Linked DNA regions of Ovis aries: region 1 is linked to region 2. A link is a contact called in public Hi-C data. All regions are on one chromosome and are shown on one strand. The core of a region is the stretch at or near the end of the contact, and the rest is flanking DNA. Distances in the headings are between cores, read along the strand shown. Region 1 has its middle 15 kb from the start of DYNC1I1. Region 2 overlaps ASB4 (ankyrin repeat and SOCS box containing 4).

The links. Hi-C and Micro-C count contacts between places; a contact is called where the count stands out from the background.
Region 1: a contact with region 2 is called in a Hi-C map of tail adipose tissue, with 13 times the contacts expected there. The contact joins two enhancer-like sites. A contact is called at or near these places in 11 of 16 Hi-C or Micro-C datasets (hypothalamus, liver, mesenteric adipose tissue and 6 more).

Annotation. Positions count from the first base shown.
Region 1 is chr4:13,787,337-13,791,440 of ARS-UI_Ramb_v3.0, forward strand. No RefSeq gene overlaps it. Among named protein-coding and RNA genes, the nearest start is that of DYNC1I1, 15 kb to the right of the region's middle. Within about 2 kb of position 2,250, at least 10 of the 54 cell types and tissues checked have an H3K27ac peak or open chromatin away from gene starts, as enhancers often do.
Region 2 is chr4:13,585,953-13,590,006 of ARS-UI_Ramb_v3.0, forward strand. ASB4 (ankyrin repeat and SOCS box containing 4) reads left to right here. Exons shown (of 8, transcript XM_060414490.1): 6 at 1,394-1,884. Among named protein-coding and RNA genes, the nearest start is that of PDK4, 90 kb to the right of the region's middle. Within about 2 kb of position 1,254, at least 7 of the 54 cell types and tissues checked have an H3K27ac peak or open chromatin away from gene starts, as enhancers often do.

The sequences.
Region 1 (4,104 bases), core at 1,000-3,499, 200 kb after region 2:
GATGTTCAAGCTGGATTTAGAAAAGGCTGAGGAACCAGATATCAAATTACCAACACCCGTTGAATTTGGAAAAAGCAAGAGAGTTCCAGAAAATATCTACATCTGCTTTATTGACTATGCCAAAACTAAATTTTGACTGTGTGGATCACAACAAACTGTGGGAAATTCTTAAAGAGATAGGAATACCACCTTACCTGTCTCCTGAGAAATCTGTATGTGATTAAAAAGCAACAGTTAAAACCAGACATAGAACTTAAGGACTGTTTCAAAATTGGGAATGGAGTATGGCAAGGCTGTATATTGTCACCCTGCTTATTTAACTGTTATGCAGAGTATATCATGCGAAATGCCAGGCTGGATGAAGCAGAGGCTGGAATCAAGATTTCCAGGAGAAATATCAATAATCTCAGATATGCAGATGACACCACCCTGATGGCAGAAAGTGAAGAGGAACTAAAGAGCCTCTTGATGAAGGTGAAAGAAGAGAGTGAAAAAGCTGGCTTAAAGCTCAACATTCAGAAAACGAAGATCATGGCATCTGGTCCCATCACTTCATGGCAAGTAGATGGGGAAACAATGGAAACAGTGACAGACTTAATTTTCCTGGGCTCCACAATCACTGCAGATGGTGACTGTAGTCATGAAATTAAAAGACACTTGCTCTTTGGAAGAAAAGCTATGACCAACCTAGGCAGCATATTTAAAAGCAGAGACATTACTTTACCCACAAAGGTTGATCTAATCAAAGCTATGGTTTTTTCCAGTAGTTGTGTATGGATGTTGAGAGTTGGACTGTGAAGAAAGCTGTGCACCGAAGAACTGATGCTTTTGAACTGTGGTGTTGGAGAAACTCTCGAGAGTTGTTTGGGCTGCAAGGAGATCAAGCCAGTCAATCCTAAAGGAAATCAGTCTGAATATTCATTGGAAGGACTGATGCTGAAGCTGAAGCTCCAATACTTTGGCCACCTGATGCAAAGAACTGACTCATTGGAAAAGACCCTGATACTGGGAAAGATTCAAGCCAGGTGGAGAAGGGGACAACATAGGATGAGATGGTCCACCACCGACTCAATGGACATGAGTTTGACCAAGCTCTGGGAGTTGGTGATGGACAGGAAAGGCTGGCATGCTGCTGTCCATAGGATCGCAAAGAGTCGGACATGACTGACTGAGCTGAATTGAGGGCAGAGAGTAAGAGATCTTGAAATCCAAGAACATCCATGTCCAGTTATGTGAATACAGATTTCTTCCTCTTGCTTCAGTTTCTATGAGTTGGGATTTCTAAACCTCACATTTTTCTAAAAGTGAAAAAAACTCAACTAAACACACAGGGTTTTCATCGATGAAAAATTGCTTAATTTCACTTGAAATAGAAGAAATACAACTGCACAAATATACCAGTTTTTACCTATCAGACCTGCAAATGTCCAATAACTGGATAATTCACTGTAATTGTCCAATTTATGGAGCAAGGACTGTTAGTGGGAGTGCTAAAATGATACCATCAAGTGGAAGGCAATTTGGAAATGTTCACTGAAATTACAAATACATTTACCTTTTAACTCAACAATTTCACTTCTAGGATTTATTCTACAACTATTTTATACATTTACAACGAAGAAGCTTTTATCCATTACTGCATTGTTTGTAACAGGAAAACATCAATATAAATGTCCATCAATAGGGTCTGGATAAATGAAAAATAAGGTAAAATTATACAGGGGAATATATGAAGTTGTAAAAGAATTTCCTTTTTGCTAATATGAACATATCTTCAACATACGTTAAGAGAAAATGTTTAAGTGCTAATATTTGTATAATACATATATAAACAGAGAAGAAAGGAAATATATTTTCTTATTGGCTTGCATGTACATGGTTGTCTCAGGAAAAATAAAACTGTAGTTATCCATGAGGAAGGGGCAATGGAACATGGAATTTAAGGGATAAGATGGGGAAAGAGATTTTTTTCACTGTATACATTTTATTCCACTGTATTTAAATTTTTTTTGGAACTACATAAACTCTTCACAAATATTTTCAGTGCATACTTTTTAGAAAGAAAGACACAATAACAACATAGCGGAGATCCAGAATTCTAAATTATATGTGAGATGCCAGTGCAAAATGTCAGTTGCATAAATATAAAGAGCAGTTTTCTTCCATCTTCTAGAATTTCAGCCTTAAAGAGATCCGTGCTACACAGTGGAAAAGAGATAGCCCATGGTGATGGTGGCACCTACAGGACACATCCAGAATTTTCCATTTCGGTTTTTCTTTTTTTTGTTTATTCGGAGTCAATGGATGGGCCTGGATTGAGGTGGTGATTGATTTTTCCATTGGAGCTCCTGAACAAAAGCATGTAGCTAATCACTGGACATTCACTGTCAGATGCACCTGGATAGTAATACTGTCCCTATCATTCACTGGGTAGCTCTAGGCAAAGAGCTATATCTTTCATATCTTTTTATATCTTTAAAAAGCATAGTTTCTTCACTTGTAAAATGTGGACGACTTAGACCTTGTCATGTTGTTGCTTACTAATATTTTAAGTGAATTTGTGTCACTTAAAGAGTGCTGCCCCCCAAAATGGTCCATGATTGCTCAATGCTTCTGACAACCCCAGGCCTCTGAACTTGCAACCACAGGAGGTTAGATGCTAAATAAATGCAGCCCACAGGAGAAGAGATGAGGGTGCAGTTCTGGAGCCTCCCTGGCCAGCAAAGGAAGGGAGCCTGGAGAGAGGGAGGTAGAGAAAAGGGGAAAAGTGAGAGAGAGAAAGCAAGTGAGGGCGTTCGGACCCTTTGTATCCAGGCACCCTGGGACCTCTGAGTTTACCCCCAACTTTTCAGTTGTAAAGACAGTAAATTCCTTTCTCTAAAGCCAGATGGAGGGGCTTATGTTTTCGTTTTGCTTGTAACTGAAAGACCCCTAATCATTTCTAAGGCTGTCTATTGAAAGCTACTCAACTTCACTCCGTTATAAAGTTATGAATTTAAAATGAGATAGCGTTTCCATCTATTGCAATGACAAAATATAAAAGTTAAGTCGATCACATATTATGTTGGTCAAACTGAGAGGAAATATATTATTGTACTAGTGAGAAAGTGAGTTTAATCTTCCCTAAAGCGGATAAAAGGCATATTTGTTAAACTGCAAATACATATATCCTTTGACCCAGTAATTATGCTATTGTGTAACTTGTCCCACAGATATATAGCCTCCCACACAAAATGAGGCAGGGACAAGGTTATTCAGTGGAGCATTGTTTGGAAATACAAACAATAGGAATCAAACTAAATGTTCCTCCAGGGAGAATCCGTTTCATCCACCCAGTGGAGGATGTGAAATCTCTTAAAAGGAATAAATTTCTTCAGGAACCGCTTATGAAAAGCACTCCGTAATATATAGCTGTGTAAAAGAAAAAGAAAGCAAAGAAACAGGCAAATGAATGTGAATAACTGGCATTAAAAATGGATGGGGAGAAGAATGTGTTTCTATTTGGTTGCATATATATTAACATCTCTAGAAGAATAGACCTAAAACAGAATGCTACCATAAATGCTACATAGATGGATAAAGAGTTTATTTTCAAATAAGATTTTTTTTGTACATTTAAATTTTTGAAACCTATAAAAGTACAAGCTATTAAAAAATGAGGTGAATAAAATTTTAGTTGAAAAGAACCCTAACTTCTATGTTGGAGATACAGAACTCTAAACCTGTGAGCGGGGGTCCTTAGACTGCATTGTGTGTAGACTGGACTCCATCTTCTAGAATATCTGATTCTTTCCAGTCTTAAGAGATCAAGTTGCAGGGCTGGAAAGAAACATCCTGTGGTTAACAGTGCCACCTAGAGGACAAGCAGAATATTTCAGTTTGTTTTCTTTGTGCTTTTCTGGGATGAGGGTGGGGAGGGAGGGAACGTCAGAATAAGCTGACCAGGGCACAGGGGAGGAGGGTAATTTTTCCCATTAGGGTTGCTAGTTATTGTGAGCCTAATTTTTCATATAAGCATATTGAAAGCTTAGACCTTAGGACTGGTTACAGATAGTGGCTCTCTCACTCACTGTTTGTTCCTCCCAGCGGCAGGGCTACAGGTAA
Region 2 (4,054 bases), core at 4-2,503:
TGCCGTGAAAAACGGCATACAGGAGCAACACATGGAGAACAGATTTTTTAAATTAACAAAATGCAACATGACTTCTCTGTTGCTTTCAAGTTTCCAAATATCCAAAGACAGCAAAGCAAACAAAAAATTGTAAAGAAATTAATGAGGTAGAATGGCACAGTGGTGAGAGATTATGAAGCCAGGCTGTCTGCTTTCAAACTTCTGTTCTATTGCTTCTTAGCCTGGAATAGGTATTAGCCTAAGTACAACTTTCTTCATCTGTAAAACTGGGATAAAAATGCACCTCCTGCGAAGAGTTGCTAGGGAGATTCCATGAGGAATATGAAAAGCATTTAGCCCAGAATGTTGTACATGGCAAGTGCTTAATAAATATTAGTTGCTACCTTAATAATAATAATGATATAAGTCTTCCCAGATTTATCCTTGAAGTGACTATAAACATTTCCAATAAAACTGATTATAGAGTAGATCCCCAGGTCATTTAGCTTACCCCAATTAAACTAGGATGAGAAGGAAAATTTCAGTTTCTCAGATTGATCATTCTAGTACTTAACTTTCCAATCAGAAAAAAATAAAATTTACTCATTTTCCTGGTCTGTTAAATAAGTGATTGGATTAAGTAATTTCTAAGGAGATTTCCAAGCACTCATAATTTGTATTTCTAAATAGCCGTTGTCGACGATAAATTGCACGTTAACAGTCTTTCTTTTTTTTTCGATGCGTGTTTTATTTTCCCAGCTTCTATTATTTTCCTTTCAAAATGTGGCCTTTAGTCTAGTTTGGTCATTAGAGTATTTATTTTTGCTCCAGTTGCGTTCCAAAGGAGCCTCATAGAATTCAGCGGCTTGATGTTGTCAGTGTTCAGTCAGAAGACTGAACTTCTATACCACTAAAGTTCCCTTGTACCAAGTTTTCAGGTTTAGCTGCTTGGGAAGAAAAAAAAAATGACATGATGTTTAAGAAATTTCATCAAGAAATTGATGACTTTTAAAGCCACACATACAACATATAAGCCTCAAAGATTGTGATATAACCTTTATTTATTTATTTTTTAGTACTTGCTATTTTAGATAAAAGCTAGATAAAAGATAAAATAGATAAAAGCTATTTGGTTATCAGAATCACTTCGTATTTGCCAATCCACCTAGGAGTAGGAACTAGAACTCAACCGGCAATGCTGCAGCGCACGGTCCCAATCTCCCATCACCCCATATATTTACTGCTTGCCCAGAAGGTGGCACTGTCGTTTCAAAGCAGTGGCTCCCATGGGGTCCAGAAATGGAACTTGGAAAAATGGGTAGTCGGAAGCAGCGAGAAAAGGCCTGTTTAATGAGCCTTGTGAGTAATGGGAAAATATGTTTAAATAATTGTCTGCTTCAACCTCCCTTTCTAGGGGCGAACGTGAACATGAAGACCAACAACCAGGATGAGGAGACGCCCTTGCACACCGCTGCCCACTTCGGCCTCCCTGAGCTGGTGGCCTTCTACGTGGAGCACGGGGCCATCGTGGACAGTGTGAACGCCCACATGGAGACCCCACTGGCCATCGCAACCTACTGGGCCCTCCGCTTCAAAGAGCAGGAATACAGCCGGGATCATCACCTCATCTGCCGCATGCTGCTGGACTACAAGGCGGAGGTCAACGCCCGGGATGACGACTTTAAATCTCCGCTCCACAAGGCAGCCTGGAACTGCGACCACGTGCTCATGCACATGATGCTGGAGGCTGGCGCAGAGGCCAACCTCATGGACATCAACGGCTGCGCGGCCATCCAGTACGTGCTGAAGGTCACCTCCGTGCGGCCCGCCGCGCAGCCTGAGATCTGCTACCAGCTGCTGCTGAACCACGGGGCTGCTCGCATATACCCGCCACAGTTCCATAAGGTGAGGCTGCCGCGTGGGGAGCTGGGCCGATGGGCAGCAGGGTAATGGGGACTCAGAGCGTGGCTCAGTCTGAAATCGCCAAGTCACTCAAGCCTGTTGGAGGCCTGGCTAACTGCCTCTGACCTTCAATCTGAACTTCCATTTGTTATATACCCCTAGCTATCTCAGCCTAGTCCATGTTTGTTTGAAATCTGGGCTGAGAGCAGAAAAAGAGCAAGAATAGCAGGTAATTCTCCATGGCTTATGTGAACACCAGTGAACTGGTAGTGGCTTCCTGGGGGACTGAATGAACAAGATCAGAAGGATACTGATCGTCTGCAGAAGCGGCAAATGGCGCCACATGTGGAAGAGCGTCTCTTCCGCAGATGTCTGCTCTATAGATGACAGAGCCTGCTTTGGAACTGGTTTGAATATATGAAAGGGCGGCTCAGTTTTCTAGTTTAATGAAAACTAACATTTATTAAGAATTAATAATATTTATTATAGAAAAATTATGTTTATTAAGCACACGTATAAATCATCTTACATTTCTTAATTTAATTCATTTAATTCTGTAATAATCTGATAAGGTAGATTATATTATTATACCTATTCTATAAAGGAGGAAGCTCAGGCACAGAATAGTTAAGCAATTTGTCTGATCTCACACAGTGGCGCTGTAGGTATTCTACCTTAGTTCACTTGGTGCTAGTGTTTAATTTTGTAATATACTACACAACCTTTATTTTAATAGTATTTATTGATAATTTCTAATGGGCTGCTGCTGCTGCTAAGTCGCTTCAGTCGTGTCCGACTCTGTGCGGCCCCATAGACCGCAGCCCACCAGGCTCCCCCATCCCTGGGATTCTCCCACTGGAGTGGGTTGCCATTTCCTTCTCCAGTGCAGGAAAGTGAAAAGTGAAAGCGAAGTCGCGCAGTCATGTCCGACTCTTGGTGACCCCATGGACTGCAGCCCACCAGGCTCCTCTGTCCATGGGATTTTCCAGGCAAGAGTGCTGGAGTCGGGTGCCATTGCCTTCTCTGTCTAATGGGCTAGTAGGGACCAAATATTAACAATACTGGCAAGACTAACACATGGTCACTACTCTTAGTTAGCTTAGGATCTAGCTGGAGAGACAAACACATAAAGAGGTAACTTTAATATTTCATGGTAAATGACAAAATAGAGGAGTGAAGGGTTCTATAGCGCATGGGAGAGAGTTTAGCATTAAGTTGATGATGGTGCTTAATTTAGAAACCAAAATGCCCTTCACCTAAAATAAATTGAATGATAACGTACCTAGGACCCCACTCATCTAAAAGAATTGACAGGCTGCAGAGGAGTTTTATGTGCTCACGAATGCAGGGTCACAGAAAGCTAGCTGACAGAAGTTTTACCAAATTCACAGCCAGCTTCTACCTCCTACCTCGGTAAAATGTCTGAAGTCCTGCAGTGGGAAGGTTAGTTGGAAGAGAAGTCCCACTAAAGAAATTTAGGGGAGGTGCACTCAGCACATTCCATACAGTCGACCCACAGACATCCCAGCGCAGATGTGATGAGTTTGATGATTCCTGAGATCTCAGGAAGGAATTTTCTTTTGGTTGTCGGTGTTTCAGTGGAGGACTTTTTTTTTCTTTAAAATTGTATGTAATTCCCATAATGTCCTGGAACTTTATCAAACTTTTATAGAGAATTCCAAGAGGTTGTGGCTCAGCTGGTAAAACAATCTGCCTGCAATGCGGGAGACCTGGGTTCAATCCTTGGGTTGGGAAGATTCCCCTGGAGAAGGGAAAAGCTACCCACTCCAGTAATCTGGCCTGGAGAATTCCATGGACTGTAGAGTCCATGGGGGTCATAAAGAGTTGAACACGACTAAGCGACTTTGACTTTCACCTTCCAAAAGATTATGGTGATTAGAAATAAGATAATAAATAATGTTACAATAATATCCTTTGTTGAGTTCTAGATAGGCTTTATACAGATTATTTACTTTTATTTTTATAATAACCTCTGAGGTAGGCATTGATATTATCCTCACTTAAAAGGTGATGGAATTCAGATACTTTTCTAAAGTCACACACAGTAAGTGGTCAAGCTCATTTATTTTTTTTTTTACTGAACTGTGTATTTCCTTTTAAAAAATTATGTTTTTATTGGAGTATAGTTGGTTTATAATGTGTTAGTTTCTGC